2 separate regions of the Oryzias latipes genome follow, and region 2 is linked to region 1. The links are chromatin contacts, called in public Hi-C maps. All regions are on one chromosome and are shown on one strand. The core of a region is the stretch at or near the end of the contact, and the rest is flanking DNA. Distances in the headings are between cores, read along the strand shown. Region 1 holds the start of LOC111947380 (histone H2B 1/2). Region 2 holds the start of ero1b (ERO1-like protein beta).

Region 1 (4,536 bases), core at 810-3,309:
CGAGCAGCCCTCCCTTTTCCTCTCCCGTGCATCCCCTCAGGAGCGCCCAAGGCAACGCCTCCTTCTGTCGCCGCCTTGCCTCCATGACAACCGCAATCACAAAAGTCCGTAAAAGGTCCACGGAAGGTGGAAATACTGCTACGTAGTCCTCAGAACGTTTACGTTTGATAGTTCAGCATTGTATAGTGTAAATGCAGTAAATGATATGGGTCACTTTTAAAAGATGATGTAAGCGGGTCGTCAAAAAAATTGGATATAGTCAGAAAATGGGATTTGTAGGCATAAAGACCTGCAGTGTAAATGCGGCCTAAGATAGCACAGGGGTTTTAAAACACCCGTTCACACTCACATTCACACCTAGGGACAATTTAGATAAACCAATGTCCGCTAATGCCCCATCATCCCATCAACATTGGAGCTCTTCAGTCGTACAGTTCTGAACCAGATGCCAGCTTGGATGAGGAAAACAAAAATGTAAATGAATCTATTGTCTGCAAGTTGATGAGTCAGAACAGAGTAGAGAGATACTCGGAAACAGTTATGATCCTAAATAATTTTATGTCCTCCATCATTAGAAAAGTGCTACAAGAACACGTTAAAACCACCAAAAACGTGATTTTCATTGGAGTTGGTCCTTAAGAGATTTAAAAACGAAACTGGAGAAAAGTCAGTACACAACCTAACCACTATAGGGGACAAAAAACCCAATATACAATTTAAAGTCTGTAACTTGCCTGGGAATATCACAAGTTTTATTTCTAAAAGTTTTCATATTAGTTGAAGATGTACCCAGGTAGTTATTTTACCGCCAGTTTATTACAATGACATTTGATGCAACACATTTACACACAATTTAAAAAATATTTTCTTTCCCCAAAAAGTGATTTATAGAAATTTTTGTTTATGCCAAAGCAACTGCAATTATTGAAAAACAATGCAATGACCCGCCTAAACAATTTTACACAAAAGATTGACATGTTCCAAGTTTGTTCTTAAGTTTTAAAAGAAAAAAATTGTTAAATGTACCAATGTTTTGATTTGATAAATTATTTTCAACTTTGTTTAAATGCATCTGTTGGCCACTTAACTATAATCTGGTTTATTACTTTTATTCAAACCTGACTTCAGAGCTCGCTTAAAGTCTGTACCATGTTTGTGCTTGTGCTAAACAGCAACGCTGTAACAGACGCTTTAACCCGATGCATCATGGGAAGTATAGTGCACCGAAGCAGAACGACTCACATCTCCCAAGTTTTATTTCAATTCCAGTTGATTTAGGGTAATTAGGAGACAAGTCAAAACAATTCGACAGACCCACTAGAATGATCATTTTTGCTTTCAACATATTCTTGCAGCATGGTTTAGTGTATATATACAGAAGAAATACTACTGTATATTGAGAACATTTAACAGTTTCTATTCTTCCACATAGAGGAATGAGACTCGTCAGATCAGGTGTGTGGCTCTGAAAAGAGCCGTTTGTGTGGATCACATCAGTCCGTTTACTTGGAGCTGGTGTATTTGGTGACGGCCTTGGTGCCCTCGGACACGGCGTGCTTGGCCAGCTCCCCGGGCAGCAGGAGGCGCACGGCGGTCTGGATCTCCCTGGAGGTGATGGTGGAGCGCTTGTTGTAGTGAGCCAGACGAGACGCCTCGGAGGCGATGCGCTCGAAGATGTCGTTGACGAACGAGTTCATGATGCTCATGGCCTTGGAGGAGATGCCGGTGTCGGGGTGGACCTGCTTCAGCACCTTGTACACGTAGATGGCGTAGCTCTCCTTCCTGGTCTTTCTCTTCTTCTTGCCTCCTTTGCCGGCGGTCTTGGTCACGGCTTTCTTGGAGCCCTTCTTGGGCGCAGACTTGGCTGGTTCAGGCATGTTGTCTTTCCGCTTCGACACAGATGACTGCTGGTTCTACCGAGATTCCTTATTTATCCCCTTTGTAAGCAAAGCCAACTGTGCTGTTGCAGCGTCCTGATTGGCCACTGTGCGTCGTTGCTCGTATTTAATTGGCCGGTCTTGGTAGTTCGGTCCTGTCGAACTGCTGAATTCGTTACCTTGTGAGTTGATCAAATGCCACAATTTAACCGAAACGTATCTTTGTTGCATTGAAGTAGCAACAATATATATCCACGTTAATCCACCAAGAGGGGTAAAAATGAGTCCCGAGACCGAAAAAGGGTAAAATAAAGGCCTCAGACCACTCTCTCCGAGGACGTGACAGAAAACAGGGGCAGAGCATTCGCTTTTTCGTTTAGGTTTTAGAGCTGGACAGCTCCCTAGCGCCCTCAAGGTCACGTGAAGTGAGGAACAAATAACATATTTTTGTATCAAAACATGCAGCGCATAATAGAAAAATACGTTACTGAAAAAAACAAATGTTTCACGTTAAGTGAGGTGTATAAAATATATTAGTGACTGGCACTTCAATTCCCTCTCAGCAGCTGATACTTTCTATTCGACTCCTGGGAAAGAACAGTCTCTTTCGACTCTATACTCTGCAAAGGAATGCCTTTGCGGCCTTTATTTTGCCATATCTTAGCAAATGTTTGCACGTTTTGTTAAGATTAATTTTTGTTGCTCAAATTAAAATAATCATTAAAATAATCAGATGATGGGGCAGATACCTTAAGTTTTTTCTCTGCTCCTCTTGATTCATAAAATATAATTTTTTTAATTGTTTTGATGTAAACAAATAAAATAAAGTAAATGCTATTTTTTTTTTTAACAAATGAACCAGTTTAACCCTTGTGCTGTCTTAGATGACCCCACCCTTACTTTGACGTGTTCTCCCTACCATGACAAAGGTGGAAAGATTTCATGTAATCCATGGACACCAGAGAAGATCACAAATCATTGAAGAAAAAAAGGTTCAGCGCACTGTCTAGTGGGTCTAGATGACCCAACTCCCAATGTTAAAGTGCCTAGATAGCACAAGGGTTAAATACTTATTGTCCCGCAAGAATCCGAGAGGGGAAAAATGAAAACAAATTTAAAGTTAAAGGATCTTTTTTATTATTATTATGAAAATAAGAAAAAGTTGATGAAGTTTTGGAGGCCTTAGCCTCTCCACGCCGCAGTGGTTCTCTGTCTGTCCAACAGTCAGCCTCCCGGGGGCCACCATAGCGGACACGCTCACTCCAACCCCATGACCTTACCGAAACAAGTTTTGTAAGGTCAACCAAATTATGACTGTGGCCAATAAGCAAATAAAAGGTGTACTTTGTACAAAAAGTGTCTGTGTTTTTTGTTTTGTTTTATAAAAAAAACGATAATGCACAATTAAGTGACTCTGCGTAATGTAACTACCAAAAAGTTCAGTTTCAATTCAGGAAGTCGTGAAGCTTTTACACAGATGCATTAAGTCCAGTGGATGTGCTCTAATGTGGATCTTTACAGAAAAAACAAAAAACTGTTGATTTATCCTCATCCAGTAAAAGCTGAAGCATGAAACTCCTCATTAAAAACGTTTATTAAGCAGTTTATGAAAGCTATGAAGCACTGCTAAATACGCTGTCATCCAGTTTATAGGCGGTTCTGGAGCTGTGATGCAACGATGGCTCCATTGATGACAGAGCATTCAAAAGCTGCACAGAAAAGAGTCAAATCAATTTGGTAGTAAAGTCTCTGGAAGTCTGCAGAATTAAAAAGAAGAATTCTGTCCTTATTTATATTCAGTGGGTGTTTAACCCAGACTAAAATGAGCCATTTATGGACATAAAATGTCCCATTTAACCTGAGTGCTCATTAAAAGTTCATGCAGTCTCTTCACTGCCCTCCAGTCAGGACTTATAAATATTTATGACCCTCACAAAAAGTCACACTCCTCCCTGAAAGCTGACTTTGTCCTTGTTTGGCTTCTTTTTTTGGTCTTTTTTTTTTTTTAAATTCAGTCCACACGCTTCCATGTCTTTGTCTTTTTTGTTTTTTTGTTTTTTAAGTCAAAAAGGTTTTCTCATGACTTTTTTATTAAAGCTGTCCTCTAAAAATCTGAAAAAAGGTTCCCATTTCCCAATTACAACTTGTTTGGTTGATTTTGTTTGATGAAAAAAAGACAATAAATCAAATACATAAGTATAGTAAATCTATTTGAGATATTCTTTCAAAAATTGAAAGGAAAACAAATCAAAGTAAATGATGCATTCTTCTTGACATTACAATTTCTCCAAATCATAACTAGTTATATTTGCATGTATACATACAGTACTCACATATGGAATCCGTATTTTAAATCAATTAAATATCATAATTGTCAAATATGGTATGATTAATAGCTTGAAACGGAGTAGGAAAAAGTAAATTTGCATAATCCCACCCATAATTTGATTTTTTTTACTTGTTGCCACAATCTGGTTCTTGAAGTTGAATTTAACCATTCTGATGAAAATGGCGTTTTTGGTGTTTTTAAAGTGTTCTTCTGATGATGGAGGACATATGTAAATACAATTTAACAGTTTAACATTGCATTTTGAAAGTATTTCTTAATTAAAATTGGTGCAACATTTGAAAAAGGTTGTAGTTGTTATGTAGAAAATAA
Region 2 (4,536 bases), core at 810-3,309, 220 kb after region 1:
ATAATGTCTGGAAGAAATGTTGTTGTATTTTAAATGGAAAATGTGACCTAACAGAAAAGAAGATTAAAAAAGGAAACTAAACATTCATAATAAATATATATATAGCTATTATCTTTTAAACAGTATTATTTTTGTTTTCCTAATATCTTTGGGACGAATTTTTATTTTATATAAACACATTTCTGTCTGTTAACAACAGGAAAGGTTAAATATAATGAAAAACAAAAGCAACACTTATTTGTTTACTATAAAATATGAATCCATTGTTCAACCAAATCCAGTAATACAACATAACATACTTTTATTTTTATGTCTTAGCCTTTTTATGAAAATTAAGGAAAACTCAATATTAGGAAAACATATAACCAACCATATGGCACCACTTATCACTTCTTAGTTTAGTATTTTAATGAAAAATAGAAATTTAATGACTTAAAAATGGAATTAACATAGGCCATTTTGACTCCAGCTCTTTAAATATGTTTAAAAAATATCGTCAAATCATAAATAAAGATTATAAAATAAAACTCGGCCGACCTCTGAGTTTAACAACCCAATGAATGTCAGGAAAGGGATAAAACGGCCTGTTCCTCTCAGCATCCTGCCCTTCCTTCCGATGTGTAGTTTCTCCCTCCTGGAATTATCTCCTGCTAAACTTATATTCCATAAGTCAGCAAACAATTCGGCCTCACTCCCAGACAAGTTGACATTAAACTGCTCCAGGCCCAACCCCGCAGGAAGCCCTGCCTCCAAAAAAAAATCAGCTGTCAAACTGAATAACCGCCTCCAACCAAAGCCGTCCGGTTTGTAGTTTATTTCAGGCCCCGCTGCGGCAGGCAGAGCGTAGTAGGTACGACAAGGAACTACAACTCCCATAAGAGAGCAGGAAACGGAAGAAACCAATAAGAAAACACCACGCTTTTTAACTTTGAAAAGGCAAAAACATAATTTGGAGAGAAAATAATTGACCAGATTATTAATTTACCGTAATTCTACTTTGAAAAATATGACTTGTGAACATTTTTCGTCACGTCATCATGTTTATTACAGCTAAAGTTTAGTGATGCGTACAATACAATAAACGTACAATAAAAAATACAGATATATATTCTTCTGAAATGGAGCAAAGCAAATAGTTAGAAATAACTGGGAAAAAAACAATTTAAATGTAACTCTGATGCTAAATAAAATACTGTCCAATGCGTAAAAAGTAATAAGTTACGTGACTTTTTTAATGTATAAATTATGGGTTTATGGGTCACATAGAATCAAACCTTTCATTTGATTGTGTTGATAGTGTCGAAAGTAGATGGATAAAATCTAAACAAACAAATATTCGTGTTTTTTCGAACGGAGAAAAAGCAGAAAACACCACAAAACAGCAGCAGGTTAGCATCACACGGACATGGTGACGTCAGAAGAACATGACTGTGTGGAAAGTGCTAGAAGACTTCCTGGAAAACAAGTCTTACATGTCTGCGTGACATTCAGCACTACGGCGGCTTTCGATCCGGTGTAACGAGAAAACTCTAACGGGAGGGCGAGTGACTTACATGGCAGAGGCAGCTCTGATCCTGGCCGTCCGAAGTTCTGTCGCTGTGCTGCGTTTGCGGTCTCCCGTTGTTGCTGCTGTGTTGAAACCAACAAAAAACAAAGTTCCCGAAGAACCAAACTGTCACCAAGCCACCAAGCGCTCGCGAGGTCAATTTCCACATCCTCCACCGCACCACCGAGTCATTGATCGGGGAACAAAAAAAAGAACGAGTCGGGGCGATGAGGAACTCAGTCCGGTGTGCGGGACAGTCGGCAGCTAGCTTGGCTGTAGCTGCGGGCTGCCTGCGTTTAGCATCCGCAGGCTAACAGCGGCGGCAAAGCGAAGGTGAAGTGATGCAACCCTCGTCTGAAAAGCCTCACAATAGCATTTTGGCACATGTCACTCGGTTCAAACATCTAATTGTGCAGGAAAAGGCGAAGATTTAAGTCGAAGTTTTCGACCGCAAACCTCCATGTCTGTACCGTGTTGACGTGATTTGAAAGAAGTTTCCTTCCGTTTAGAGATTTCAAAATAAGATGCCGACTTTAGTCCTCCATTATTAGTCGTTTATGCCACACGTATCACCAAACAATAAGATTACCACACAGGTACAGACCAACGGGGACTGTCTCCATTTTAACATTGCACGATTTTCCTGTTTTAATTAAAATCTACACTCATTGGTTTTGTTTAGACGAGGGGGCTGCGACTTTTAACACCAAAAAATAAAAAAAAACTTTTGGTCCAGTTTCTTATTGACCAAAAACCAGCAACAGCAGCCCAATCCATTTTGAACTTTAAGAAAAATACACTTTATTTATGTTTCTGTGACCATTAATTTATTTTTGGGGAAAAAAAGCTTTAAAAGCTTTTCAACATTTGTAACAATTTAAATTTAAAAAAGTGTTGTATTTTTTTCTATAGAGAACTTTAGCTTCTTTACTTTCACAAACAAGTTCCTTTCAAAATAAGGCACACTCTGTGTCAAATCAGATCCTCCTTCTGCAGTTTTATATGGAGTCAGATTAGTTGTTAAAGCGTTGTCTGTCGGCAAAACAAAAAGTTTCATACTTGTAGTACTTAAATAAAAATGCAAGAAAAAACAAGTCAAACATGAAATTTCCATCATTATAACAACAACTACAGTTTTTTACAGCATCGATTAGAATATCTACTTAACTTAAGTAATGTGCTTTTAATCAAGTTAAGATTTTTTTAAAGCCAAAGACACGCGATGTAGGAATAAATAATCCACATGTTACAGACTCCTTATTTATACAGTGTCAATTGCGTCCTTTTTTGGGGGTAAATATTTTCTTCTGACAAAGTTTGTGCACTGTTGACTCTGTCTTACAGCCTTTTAATCCCATCTGTGTTTAACCAACACAAAAACAAGCTCCTGAAATGCTTAAGCACACATGAAAAGGCTAATGTGGGGGATTTAAATAAAGCAGTTTTGGATTTTTCTGTCAAATAACTGTGTTTGCAGCCACATCATCAGGTAACTAACCATCTCCTGCAAAAACAACCTAGTTTGGTTTGATGTCCCCATTCATCTTTAGACCAAACACAAAGCACATCCAACCGTTTAAATTATAACTTCAAGTTTGAAATAATATATATTGCAGCTGCAATAAGTTATAACATGAAGATAAAATCTTCCTGGGAGCCAGTTTAGCTTGTGCTGGTTTGCGGCGCCTTCCGTCCATGAAACCCGGGTTCAACTCCAGGCTGCTCCCTGTTCCCTTCTCTACCTCTGCCGGTTCCAAGCCCGGTTAGAGAAGGTTGCGTCAGGAAGGGCATCCGGCGTAAAACATTGCCAAATTTACCATGCGACTTGTTCGCTGTGGCAACCCCTGATGGGAGAAGCCGAAAGTGGAAGAAGAAGAATGAAGATTAAATCTTCCAACCTTTAAAAAAACAGAATTTCAGTCAATCTATCTTGGTCCTTCTCAGAAATCTGGCCTGTGACACTAAATCCCAAAATGTCGAATCCACACCTGGTTTCTTTAATGTTTTTGGACATTTTTGTTTCTTTCTGATTGTCTAAAGATGGCCTCTTTCATAGAGTAAAACACTTCATGAAAATAAAATAACAAGACGCTTAAGAATAAAACCTAAAAAAAGAATGAAAATGTGTTGTTTTTTCTGTTCTGTCTCTTTTCACTGTAACCTGAGCAAAGACCAGAATTTGAGACAATTCTTGCCCTAAACCGTCAACTTTAAAAGTCAAACTTGTTTCAAATGAGGACAGAAAGCTGTTGGTGTGTGGCTCCCAGGGGTGAAAAGTCAGTTAATGGGAAAATTTGTTTTCAAGTTATATTGTAGGTTGCAAAACAAACTGTACCTAAATTGACATATTAGTTAGGAACCCACAAAAGCTGTTAAAAAAAATTTTTTGTGAATGGCAAAAGTTATTTATTTTTTTTTACATGGAGTCTCCCTTGTTCTACACTCCTGCATGTCAAAGCGCTTCAGGATCCTTTCAACATACCTCTCTTGAGACATTTTTACACAGCCATCAGATTGGCTGAAGTCTATGCCTAGAAAGTGTTTTAATTGACCAAGATCCTTCATCTTAAACCTGGTGGAAAGTAACGCCTTCACCTGGTTTAGACTTTTGATGTTACTGGCTGCAAGGATAAGATCACCCACCCAGATGACGATTATTACCTTTTCTCCCTGTTTCGACTCTTTTGTATAGACACAGTGGTCTGCTGGGTTCTGAGTAAAATTGTTATCTGTCAGACATGTGTGAAGCATCTCATTCCAATTGCGCCCCGACTGTTTCAGACCATAGATGGATTCTTTTAGCTTACACACCAGGTTTCCTTCCCCTTTTTCGTAACCTTCAGGTTGCTCCATGTAAATGTCTCGATCGATGGGTGCATGCAGATAAGCTGTTTTGACATCCATCTGGTGTAATGTTAGGTTGTCTTGGGCTGCCTTCTGCATCACAACACGTACACTGGTCAGATTAGCTGTAGGTGAGAATGTCTCGC

What was found. Hi-C and Micro-C count contacts between places; a contact is called where the count stands out from the background.
Region 2: a Hi-C map of embryo shows a contact between it and region 1, with 5 times the contacts expected there. The contact joins the promoter of ero1b here to the promoter of LOC111947380 in region 1. A contact is called at or near these places in 5 of 5 Hi-C or Micro-C datasets (embryo, fibroblasts and gastrula embryo).

What each region holds. Positions count from the first base shown.
Region 1 is chr1:3,750,959-3,755,494 of ASM223467v1, forward strand. It overlaps LOC111947380 (histone H2B 1/2), which reads right to left and starts at 2,060. Exons shown (of 1, transcript XM_023954411.1): 1 at 1,239-2,060. The coding sequence starts at 1,877. The coding sequence ends at 1,503.
Region 2 is chr1:3,966,366-3,970,901 of ASM223467v1, forward strand. ero1b (ERO1-like protein beta) reads right to left here and starts at 2,060. Exons shown (of 16, transcript XM_023954348.1): 1 at 1,554-2,060. The coding sequence starts at 1,715.